Regions from separate parts of the Rattus norvegicus genome. Here region 1 is linked to region 2. Evidence: chromatin contacts called from public Hi-C data. All regions are on one chromosome and are shown on one strand. Each heading gives the region's core, a stretch centred on a gene start, on an enhancer-like site or on the middle of the called end of the contact. The rest is flanking DNA. Distances are from core to core; before and after follow the strand shown.

Region 1 (6,319 bases), core at 1,170-3,669, 180 kb after region 2:
AAACCGCATTTCAGTGCGAGACTGGACCTTGACCCCTCTCTCACGCCCCTGGAACGCGGTCAGGCGACGTGGGGTTTGTCAATCTCTCACAGTGGTTAGCGGCAATGAACCATGGGAACGGGTGCTCACATGACCGCCACAGCACATCTGTGTTACAAACATCACACGTTCGCTGCAGGATGTCACAGGTGACCCAGTTGCGTGAGCACAGCCACTCCAACAAATATTGCTTTCTCGGCCACTTGACGGCAACTCTGCCTCCATTCCCTACTCTGTCTCCCCAGGAGGATCCCCTACAGAGCCAAGCTCCCTCTTCAAGGACCCCCTTGGGACGCAGGACACCTATAATGGAAATCTGAAGGACTTCTCACCCCTCTGGTAGGCTTTGTGTCTACAAGACTCCAATGGGCTACAAAGCACATTTTCAGTGCTGGCTGGGATCGGAGGACAGAGGCAAATGACCCAATGGGCTCTAAAAAGCCATTACAGCAAATGCAGGTTCTCAAGGTCTCAAAGACACCCCCCCCCAGAAGTGGGCTACAAAGCCTGGCCAAATCTAGTTTACCATTGGGCTGTCTGTCTCCTTAAGGACTTGGTAAGATGTAGATTGATGTCATTATGCAGGGGGAGGCAGGGACAGGATAGAAAGAGGCCTATCATTGGACAAGAAGGAAGGATGGGCGGGAGGAAAGTTTTAGAGAGGCAGAGGAGGCCGGAGCAAGGAGGAAGGAGCTGAAAGAACAAGGCAGTGCATGTTAAGATTCCTCTCTGCACAGATTACAGGTTGTTATGAGTATTCTTTTTTTTTTTAAAGATTCATTTATTTTATGTATATGAGTACACTGTAGCTGTCTTCATGCACACCAGAAGAGGGCGTCAGATCTTATCAAGATGGTTGTGAGCCACCATGTGGTTGCTGGGATTTGAACTCAGGACCTCTGGAAGAGCAGTCAGTGCTCTTAACCGCTGAGCCATCTCTCCAGCCCTGTTATGAGTATTCTTAGGGGATAGATGTGTGCACAGGATTTTGTGCTGTCCAGATGGGCAAATTATATCTTATCAGTTGGACCAGAGCATATTGTGTGATGTGTTCTTTCATATGGCGACTTAATTGAGTTCAAGAGAGTGTATGGTGGCCGGATGTACCTGGCCCACCATGGAATTGGAATGCGTATGCCTGGTGTGGTGGACACCAGCCAAGAGAGCTGTGAGTGAGGGCGGGGCGGCCTGACAGGGTGCTGTGTTGGAATGGCTCTCAGACAGCAGGTCGGAAAGTAGATGGGGGTAGCTTGGAGCCGCTGAGATAAATTGTTCCAATGGCCCACTGGAGTCAGAACTAGCGAGAGCTTGTGGCCACCAGGGTACGCACAGGAACCGTTCCGTCCCTTTTTTTATTTTTACCTCAACAGTGAGCTGAAGCATCTCTCTCGCCTCCCACTCTGGCCAGGTGGCATGAACAGCCATCGCTTCCTTCAGGAAGCTGAACCCCCTGGGTCACCAGAGTTCTCAGATATCAGAGATTGGGAGAAGGGGCTCTGTCCACATTCCAGTCAAGGCCACGGGTCACATCCAACCACCACATCCCAAATCACACTATTATTCGTAAAAAAATGGAATTTTTTTTTTTTACAGAAAAGAAATTTTTAAAACACGACCGGCTACTTTTTGCAGAAAGAAAACCAGCGCTCCACGTATATCCCCCACACCCCACTCTCTGTATATACATACATACATACATACATACATACATACATACATACGTACGTACATACATACATACGGCTACAGGTTTAGCTGAAACTCTCTAGTAATCAGGTGGTGGCATCATAGTTTTTGCCACCAACACACCCAAGAGTCGCTATCAGTATCTCCCTCTGGGGTGGGTGCTGTACCCCTCCCCTGAAGCCAGATTCAACCAAGTGATTCTTTCATCTGATGTCAAATGAATGTCAGCTTAGCTCAATCTGTTGAAACACAGAGGGCAGAATTAAACCTCCCAGGCAAGCCCAGCCAAACAGAGATGACCTCAGCAGGCCTGGAGCCACGGGATCACACCCTGCCCGTCTTCAGGCCAGGAGGCGGTGCTTTGAGACATCATCAACTGACATATCCGCAAGCCTATCTGAATACTATAACCCTTTACGGGTCGAGCTCTCCGTCTTGGCTAAGCCTGCGCCTCACCTCCATTCCCGGGGGAGCAGGCCTCAGGGTAGGTAGGGACCTTGGGATAGAGCAGGTCCCGGCTCCCTCGGCCACAGCTGTCCTGGCAACTCTCGCTGAGCAGTCTCTTCAGCATCTGGTTCTCCTTCAGGAGGCGCACCTGCTTCTTCAGGTCTGCGTTCTCACTCATGAGCCTGCTCATTAGCTCGCTCCCCTCTGCCATGGTGTCAAGTGCTCACATATGGGCCTGTGGCCCCATGGAGATGGAAAGACAGCCCCAAGACCCCCCACAGAAACAGCCTAAGGCTACGGAGTTCCACGATGCCCGGCCTTCCACAGCCTTGTGACGTCGTTACCCTTAAAGAGGCAGTGCCTTCTTCCCCCACCCTGCTCCCAGACATCCCTACAGCAACCTGGGCCTGGCGATACACAGAGAAGCCAGATGCATGCAAGTACGTAGACATGGGCCTCAAACCGCAGAGGGATTGAGTGCTCATAACACTGACTCATCTCTGGAACGTGAAGGAAGGAGGGTGACCTTCTAGAAGGCAGCCCGGACAGGGAGGACATATCTTTCTAGCAGCTTCCAAAAACAGCCAGAACAGCGCATAGGAGGGCCATGCTGTCACACCACGTGAAGCCCACAGGCCACGGTGGCAACTTGGCTGTCACTGAACAGCTGCCCTTCCCATGACGTGTGCCTATGAGGTTAATCTCTCATTAGCTGGCTTCACGGGGACCATAGGCCAGTGAGGCTCCCAGAACCCACAGGGGATGTGGGATTCTGCTTTTGAGTCTCACCCTTGGAACTTGTACTGAAGGAAGACAAGGGCCATGAGAGCAGACGAAGTGACCAGTCTAGGACAGAGACCCACGATTGCCCCACAGTCCCAGGGAGAGTCTAGAGGAACCCTGACGAGGCTGGAAGTGGAGGCCACTTACTTCGCATCACACTGTCCTCACGACAAGACTTCAGGCAGCACATCTGTGTCTACTGCACACACCGAGCACTGGGTGTCTGACTCCATGCCAAACCCCGGATTAAGTAGGATGAGGTCCTAAGAACCAGTGGCCCCGAGACTGGCAATGCTACAGTAGTCAGCTAACGTAGCTGTCTGGGAACTCACCTGGGCACCCTGCTCTTCCTCCTGCACGAAATAAATGAACTCTGTCTCTGAATCAACTCTTCCCGCACCGACTGCTCAGAGACACTCTGGGGGTGTCTGGTCCTCCTTGATGAGAGAGGATGCAACCAGAAAACGCCAATCCATGGGGGCTGGAGAGATGGCTTAGTGGTTAAGAGCACCGACTGCTCTTTCTGAGGTCCTGAGTTCAAATCCCAGCAACCACATGGTGGTTCACAGCCATCTGTAATGGGATCTGATGCCCTCTCCTGGTGTCTGAAGACAGCTACAGTGTACTCATATACAATAAATAAAATCTTAAAAAGAAAAAAAAAAGAAAGAAAAAGAAAACGCCAATCCAACCTCTACCAGGTCCTCTTCTGCCGATGTCCGGGGCTCTCCATCAGGGTCTGGGTTACTCTGTGCAGACATTGGCATGGTCCCTGGGTAAAAATCCTTATATTCAGTCCAGGCAGCTGTGTTAGTCTAGCGTTTCAAGTGCTGCAAACTTGGATTTTGTGGAGAAAAGAAAATCTAAACATCAAATACTGGATCGATTGGCTTCTCTCCTCAAACAAGGGCAACAGGAACCTAAATGTGAACCACTAAGAGCTCATAAAAGCATTGGTCAGAAGTCAGTCAGGAATTCCCCGTTCTCAGTTTCCTGGATCACGGTGCGTGGATGGGCTTCCGCCTCCACTAGCTCTGTGTGTGTGTGTGTGTGTGAGAGAGAGAGAGAGACAGAGACAGAGACAGAGACAGAGACAGAGAGATTTTTCCAGACAAGATTTCTCTCTGGGTACCCCTGGCCTGGAACTCAGACATTGCCTGCCTCTGCCTCTGAGTGCTGGGATTAAAGGCGTGTGCCACTACCTGGTCCCCTCTACTAGCTTCTAACCACACTGAAAGACCATCTCTTCCCCAGGCAAGAAAAGTCCATCCAGCCACCAGCCTGTCAACATTCTGTTTATTTATCCATCATGATGCACTGTCCTTCTAATATGTCATATTACACGTGCGACAGATGTGATCTGAATCACCTTGTGTCTTTAAATTTTAATTCATTTTTAAAGATTTTATTTATTTGTTTGTTTGTTTATTATATAAGTACACTGTAGCTGTCTTCAGACACACCAGAAGAGGGCATCGGATCCCATTACAGATGGTTGTGAGCCACCCTGTGGTTACTGGGATTTGAACTCAGGACCTCTGGAAGAGCAGTCAGTGCTCTTAACTGCTGAGCCATCTCTCCAACCCTATTCATTTATTTATTCTAAATGTATTTGTCTGTGTTTTGCCTGCATGCATGTCTGTGTACCACGTGCATGCCAGAAAAGGATGTTAGGTTCCCCTGCGACTGTAATTACAGACAGTTATGAGATAGTATGTGGGTGCTGGGAATCTAACTCATGTCATGGGAGAAAGCCAGATGCTCTCAACCACTGAGCCATCTTCCCAGCCCCTAAAAACCTCACTGCCTTTTCATTTACTCATGTGTGTTTGCGTGTGGGTGCACACCCGTGCCACAGTGCACACGTGACAAGTCAGGGGACAGCTCTCTGGAGTCAGCTCTCTCTTTGCATCATGTGGGTTCTGGGGGTCAGGCTGGCATTGGCTGTCTTCACCCCGGGAGGCATCTCAGAGACCTCTCAGTAGCATCTTGACCTGATTTTATACCATCATGTTACAAAATGAATTGCCAAGTGTCCGGCTCATGCTAAGTCATTAAATTATTTTTTTTTGGTCTTTTTTTCGGAGCTGGGGACCGAACCCAGGGCCTTGCGCTTCCTAGGCAAGCGCTCTACCACTGAGCTAAATCCCCAGCCCCAAAAATGTGTAGCCCAGGCTGGCCTCGAACTCGTGATCCTCCTGCCTCTGCCTCCTTCAGCAAATCCTACTGGCGTGCGCCACCACAACCGGCAAGTCATTAAATTATTAACTAAACTATTTTCTGAAATATTCGATAGAACTTACCAGTAAAGATATAGGTCTAGATTTTCTCCTGTGGATGTTTTAAACTTATAATCAAATCTTTAAAATGAAATAAAACAGGGGAAATAGTATTTAGATAGGATCTCACTATGTAGCCCAGGCTACCTGGGAACTCTTCCTCTTGCCTAAGGGACCCAAAACTACTTACACATGCCTGCTCTGTGTGACACATTGTCTTTCTAGACCCTTACAACCAGTCATGGAAGCTGTCAGATATCTATCCTCAGGAGCCTAACTTAAGGTACCCAGCCGGTCTTACCTCTCCCACAAATAAATCAAGCCAAAGAGGGAAAATAAAAACAGTATGGAGGAACATCGTTGGCAGGGGTTTTAACGGGGCACAGCGAGCAGAAGAACTGGGAGCCAAGCAACCAGAAAAGGGAGCAGGCGGGAGTGCAATGTGCAGGCAAGGTTGAGCAGCAGCTTGGGAAAGCAAGGTGGCCAGAGACTTAACACCTCTGGGATCTCAACCTTCCAATGCCGTGACCCTTGAACACATTCCTCATGTCGTGGTGACCCCCAACCACGAAGTTATTTCATTGTAACTTCCGAACTGTGAATAGTTCTTCATGTCGTTGACCCCCAACCATAAAGTCATCTCATTGCGATTCCTGACTGTGATTTTGCTACAGTTATGAATCGCACGTCATTATCTGATAGGCAGTATATCTGACCCATAGGTTGAGGACCACCCGGATGGGCCCCTTGTTGTTTTTGATATAAGTCGTTTCCTTTGTTTTTACTTAGCAGACTAGAGTCGGGTTAATCTTTTCAAGGCCCTACTCTTTGGATAAATTTAGCTTTTTTAGCCTTTTGCTCAATTTGTTCTCCCCTTCTTTACACCGGTTTTGGCTTCCTGACGTAGTCACTTGGCTTTCTGATCTTACAGCCATGTTTGAGTCCTGCTTTAGCCACATCCTACAAATTCTGATGTCATTTTAATTTTCGTCCAGCTTGAATCTCTCCCGGGCTTTCAGCACCACCTTCTTTTAAAGCCCCCTTTTTTTTTTTTCTAATACGTTTCAGATTTGCAACAAGATTAG
Region 2 (6,187 bases), core at 3,308-5,807:
TAGCATCGTGGATTGCTAGTGTCGCTGGAGGTTCTAGCCAATGCGATTGGATAGGAAAGTAATCTTAAGAGGATTAGAACTGGAAAATATGTAACCCCACCCCTTTTTCATACTATAAGCTGGAACCAATTAAAAACATACAGAAATTAAGACAGTGGTGGGGATGAGGCAGGTTAGAGAGTCAGCATTTTGGCAACTATTAGAATTCAGAGGGTATTGGTGGAGGACACAACCCTGTTAAGGTTGTGACATCATGTATAATACAGTATGTCTATGGCTCAAGGCTGCCTGAGACAGTGTCTACATGGTGGGCGTCCAGCCCCTCCCCAGAGTTCTGCTATTCTTATCAGTGGAATCCCGTTTGTTGGAACCTCAGCGTCTCTCTATTCCTGAACAGCCGAGTCCTGGATCTGGGGCTAGGAGTTGCCATTGGAGTTCCTACTAATGTCTGGATACACACAAAGCTCCTGGAAAACAAAGTCTCATGGCATAGGGTTATGGAGTCAGCTCTGGGATACCTAGGGCTAAGATCCAACTTTAGGAAGATTAGAAACTTCTGGAACAGGCAAGCAAAGGCTGGGCTAGTCACAGAGTTGAGGCTGCTTACTTGATCTGCATCTGACTGGGTAGGATAGCTCCTTCTGGTAGGACAGTTCCTTGCACCCTTATCAAGACAGGGCAGCCTAGGGAGGTCACGCTGTGCCCCAGTAGGGCTGAAAAATGGAGAACACATTGTGAATCTCCCCAGTGACTTCAGTGTTTCCTAAACGCAATCTATCCAAGCAAGCCAGAGGCATGAGGAAGGGGACAGTGCCGACCATTCTGGGGCTGCTCTGCCTCTTTCCACCATGAACAGCCAGCAATAGCACCCAGATGGACAGCAGAGGGCGCTCAAGCCCAGCATATTGGCCCTCCGGGAGCTTCTCTGGGCCTTATTCTTTCAACCTTTGTATCTCCAAGGAGGGCAGGGTCCCAGACTCAGACGCGGATGTAGAAACAGGGTGCTATATAATCCCCGTTGTACTCCATGCCTGTGCTAAGCTATGATGCTCTTTTGCTGGCCTGGGCTCCCGGAAGGCTACACGCTGCTGCTGGCTATGTTGAGAGTCACTGGAGTCCCAAAGCCTGCCAGCACTCTCGTTCTGGTGCCCTTGAACTCCAATCAGAGACACTGAGGCTGCGGGCCCTGGCAGGAAAGGATTCCCTGGATTCGATCCCTGAGCCCTTCTTGGAGAGGTTCCAGCTTCAAATGCTGGTCTCCTTAGTGGCCTCAGCCACACCGCACCACTGCGAGCACAGTTGGTATTCTGACTTGGCCTCATGACGGGGCTTTCATGTCCATTTCTCTCCCCTAACCACCAGAGTATGCGATTTCCGGTCTGGGCTGAGAAGGAAGCTGGTATAAATAAACCAGGACCCACGCGTACCCCAAGCCCTAATGCTGACTTTGGGGGACTTCTGCCAACCAGGGCAGAAGATATCTGAGCCAGTCACCTGAATCCAATACCTCAGGGATCCTAGACAGGCGCTGAAAAGGGTTAATTGCATCTCGCTCTTGTGGGTCTTGACTTTATTGGCTTATGAGTATCAACAGTTCTTTATCTTTTTAAAGATAACCCCGACTTGGAAGTGTTGGAATGGACCCTCAGTCCCTGGAGACCATGGAACAAGAACTAAGCCCTTTTCCACAGAACAGTGAGATACATCATTTGCTCCCAGGGTTGGACAGATCAGAGAAATCACCAAGGCTTGTAGATGTTCCTAGGAATTCCAGTTGTGACCTAGGGTACACATCTGCCTGGCAAGAGACCCCCTCGGAGAAGCTGGGGCTGTGGAAATCAGATGCCGGGTAGAAGGTCCTAAGGTTGGTACCTCCTAGAACAGTGGGTCAAGATCCCTTTTGGGTGGGGGTGTTCAACGACCCTTTCACGGGGGTCACATATCCTACATATCAGATATTTACATTAAGATTCATAACAGAAGCCAAATTGCATTTATGAAGTAGTAATGAAATAATTTTATAGTTGGGGGGGGGGGCCACCCTCACCGTGCCATGAAGAGATGTATTAAAGGGTCGCAGCATTAGGAAGGTTAAGAGTCACTGTTCTAGCACACATGGACAGAGTCTGCATGGGATCCATTGATGGTGGCCTCCTGGTAAGCAATTGAGATCGTCTTGCCCTGACACTGCTATTATGACCCCATCATAAACTCCCATTAACCAAGAGGGGTATCTCCTAGACATGTGGCAAAGCAACTCTCACTTGTTTCTCTGGCCTGGGGTCACAGAGCTAGGACATGGCAGAGCTGGAACCAACCCAGAGCTGAGTGTCCCTGGTTCCTTATACCCCCAGTCTAGAGCACAGAGGCTAGAAAAGACCCCTGGCCATCTCTTGCATGCAGCCTGTCCTGCTGCCCTGGCTGATCTTAGGTCCCTTGGTCTCCTCTGCATCTTCAGAGAGAACCAAGGATAAGGGGCTTCCATGGTTGGTTGGTGAGGCCATGGGGTGAGAGGACAAGGTTGCCAGCCAAGTCACCCTGAAGCACCAGGCTGGAGACTCTCCAAGCCCCAGTGTGTGCTAAGACCAAGTAAGTGTCTTAGCTAGGATTTTACTGCTGTGAACAGACACCATGACCAAGGCAACTCTTATAAGTCCAACATTTAATTGGGGCTGGCTTACAGGTTCAGAGGTTCAGTCCATTATCATCAAGGTGAGAACATGGCAGCATCCAGGCAGGCATGGTGCAGGAGGAGCTGAGAGTTCTACATTTTCATCTGAAGGCTGCTAGGAGAAGACTGGCTTCCTAGCAGCTAGGATGAGGGTCTTAAAGCCCACGCCCACAGTGACACACCCACTCCACCAAGGCCACACCTCCAAATAGTGCCACTCCCGGGGTCAACCATATACAGATCATGATACCACAGGTCTTGGCAGCCTCTTGCATATATTGCTGCTCACTGTGGCAATCCTCAGGTTACCTGAGGTGAATGGTGAAGCCCCCTGCTTGGTTCCTTCTAGAGAGGAGGGAGTGTCCTGTTCTCTGCGTGCAGCAGAGTCGGGTGAGGAAGATTTCTCTGAATGGGCTTGACTTCAGTAGAACTCAGGTGGTCGGGCTGTGGCAGCTGTCCGTGAGGCTTAGACAGTGGAAGTCATAGTCTAAGTACCAGGGTCTAGGCAGAGATACAGAACCTAGACGGCTTATGTTTGACATTGCTCTCCCCTCCTCCGACTGAGAAAGGCAGCAACTTTGAATGTTGGTCAGCAGCCTGAATGCTCTGAAGAGTGGTATTAGGGTTCTAGACCCCAGGGCATCGCTTACAGGCTCTGGACAGGGGCCCTGCTATTGTCGCTGTTGGAAGATAGAGACAAGGAGGGAAGACCCCAGACCTCGTGGTCTCCAACACGGTCCTGGGCCCATAGTCGATCTCATTTTGGAACTCTGTCCCTACTGGCCCCTCAGAACTTCTGGGGATACTGCTTAGCCCGGCCCTCGTACCATAGCTCCAGCAGCTTCCCAGGGTTAGCAGGACAGGAAGTGACTCTTGTTCACAGGAATGCTTGGCTGTCATCTCCAGGCCCTTGAGGGTGGGCTTTGGGGACCCAGGTGGTGCAGCACCACTGTGGCGATCCTTTTACCCGGAAGCCCCTTCCCTAGAGACCCACCTAAGCCTGCAGCTGGCTTCTGGTACAGAGCCAGGCTGCTCCCTAAGAGGCCCCGGCTCTGCTGGACAAATATCCCTGCCAGATGTTGCTCTCTCTACAGGCAGGAGGCCAGTATGAGGTAATAGGAAACATTAACCCATCTAGAACCGGAGCCCCCCAGCCACTACGGTCGTGGCCAGCTGTGCTAGCTGGCAATCGGATGGAGAGGGTCCCTTGAGGAAGGGTAAGAACCCAAGGATCCTTTGTGTAAAGATGTCTCTACATCTCCTGGGGTACTGCAGCCCACAGCGGGCTCAGTGGATAACTCCATGCTCAACATGGGCCTGCGGCTCATGGTACCCAACCCCCGCCTGGCATGCCAGCATTTCTGGAATATGTCTGGGTTAAGGGTGTTCACTTTTCAGAGCCTTCGCCCTCCCAAGGTCAGGTCCCCTGCCTCCCGAGAGAAGGGAGCCATTGTCCACTTGGGGGGGGGTGCGGGGGAGATGCATTACAAACTTAGTCGATGGGACCAAAGGGTTGCAAGAGATCTTGGGGTGGAAAAGGAGATGTGACCCGTTCTGCCCATGGGCTTCTGGTCTAGATGCCACCAACAGCAAGCACAGAATGACCATGGCACTGTCTTGTGACCTATGCAACTGCCCTGGCTATCCGTGTATCCCTTGGGCTCCTCTACCTCCCCAGAAAGGACCAGCAAGCTGGGTTTCTATGTGGAGTGGGTGGTGAGGACAGAGGTTTGGGGGTGTGTGTAAGAGAACCAGATTAGAGCAGAAACCTCTGCCTGCAGCTCCCAAAATGCCTGCTCCCTGAATGCTTTTCTGTGTGCATAGGCACTGGCTCCAGCTGGCGTAGAGTGCAGTCCTACTGAAGTGTCTACTTCCTGCTTCTGCCCCGGGGAGCTTCTGCGTGTCCTCAGGAGTCAGGGTCATGCTCCCAGGATGAGTGTTTGGCAGTGGGACTCCAAGTATAGAGACGAGATTTCCACAGGGATCCGCGGGGACACCCAAATGCTGCAGCCCGCAGCGTGGGTCAGCTGCTTTTCTGGGGAAATCGCTCCTTCCTCCGGGGAAGAGGAAAGAGTTAGCACGCTACGTGAATTTTCTGGCTTGGTTGCCAGACAGGGTTTCCAGAAGATCCAGTCTTAGATTTGTGGGTGTTGGGCCAGCCCCAAACAGCCTTGAAGCCTCTCAGACCAAGTTGCCAGTGTCTGTGTCACTTGAGCTCTCAGCCAAGCCTCGAAGGGCAGGGAGGCCTGGGGTTACCCACTTGCCCCTAGCTGCTTGGCTCTGCCTTGCTGGTCTCTCTGGGCATCGTGTGCACACACTCATTTTTAGTTCCGTAGTGTCCCTTTCAAATGACGGCACGGTCCGCCGCTCACCAGAAAATAAAATTCTCAAGTTCTCAAGACAACGGAACGAAAATGAATCAGGTTAATGGGCAGTCTAGGAGCCAAGTCAGCTGGAGTTGTTGAGCACAAAGGGTTGGGGTGGGGGTGGGGGTTGGGAATGACAATGGAGGGATCTGCCTTCATGGAACAATTAGTTGGGGGTCACAGGCATGGCCTACAACCGTAAGCTGACTGTTTGCCCCATAATGAGACACCAGCCCTGTGCAAATCAGGCCCCACCTAGCTTGCTCTAGGGTGGGACTCCAAGCCTTTCCATTCTGCGTCCCCTTTAGGATCCTGATACAGGACCCTACATTCCAGTGCATACACAACTCAGTCTCATGGCCTTAGGGCTATCATACAGCTTGTGGCTTATCCACCAGCCTCCACCGTACGTACCTCCAAGTGTTACTGATTATTGTCGTTGTTATAACATCATGGTACCCATGCAGACTCACATGCTGCTATAACTTTGCACCCCATCTCTAGGGGACATTCTTGGCTGTGAACGGGCATGTCACTTGGGTAGATGCCACCAGGTTACCTGTTCACTAGCATCCCCTGAGAGGAACACTGGTGTCAGCAATGAGGCTAACAGCTTCATACAGTGTCTCCAGCCTGCCATGTGGCCTGTGTGACTTTAGTCTCTCATCATGAGCAGACTGATGTCTCCTTCCCAAAAGCACTTCCCTTCCGGTCTGATTACCAGTGAGAGGTTCTTTGTCAACTGGTACCAAGTGGTCACCGAGGGATAGCTCAAATGATGGTCACCCCTGACGGGATGTTTATATCTCTTGGATCAGTGGCTCTGGAAACTCAAGACACCCAGCCTTGCCCTGCCACAGGAGTGAGTCCCACCGTGAACGCTCCCTGCCCAGGTGACTCACTTGGCATTCCGTAAACTGGGGCTGAGAGACAGGAGCTACTGTGTCCCTGCTGTACCTCAAGCCTGTAGCCCAGCCTGGCCCTAGCTAGACCATGGGCAGCGCTGCGGGGATGTGGGCTCCCCAGAATGGAGGAGGATTGCCCTCCACGCTGAGGCACAGGACAAGAGAACAGGGGAGTCCCCTGTGTGGGGCCCGTGGGTGGGGTCCGCGTGCCTGCCAGGCACCCCTGCTAGCTCCAACATCCACAG

Evidence for each region. A called contact is a pair of places that touch in the nucleus more often than the background predicts.
Region 1: a contact with region 2 is called in a Hi-C map of psoas muscle, with 4 times the contacts expected there. The contact joins the promoter of Spatc1l here to the enhancer-like site in region 2. A contact is called at or near these places in 7 of 12 Hi-C or Micro-C datasets (the A7r5 cell line, Schwann cells, liver and 3 more).

The regions. Positions count from the first base shown.
Region 1 is chr20:12,080,341-12,086,659 of GRCr8, forward strand. Spatc1l (spermatogenesis and centriole associated 1-like) reads right to left here and starts at 2,420. Exons shown (of 4, transcript NM_001024296.1): 1 at 2,182-2,420. The coding sequence starts at 2,383. LOC134483885 (a long non-coding RNA gene) reads left to right here and starts at 2,506. Exons shown (of 2, transcript XR_010061044.1): 1 at 2,506-2,612; 2 at 2,982-3,635.
Region 2 is chr20:11,895,059-11,901,245 of GRCr8, forward strand. No RefSeq gene overlaps it. Among named protein-coding and RNA genes, the nearest start is that of Col6a1, 7.5 kb to the right of the region's middle. Within about 2 kb of position 4,558, at least 12 of the 93 cell types and tissues checked have an H3K27ac peak or open chromatin away from gene starts, as enhancers often do.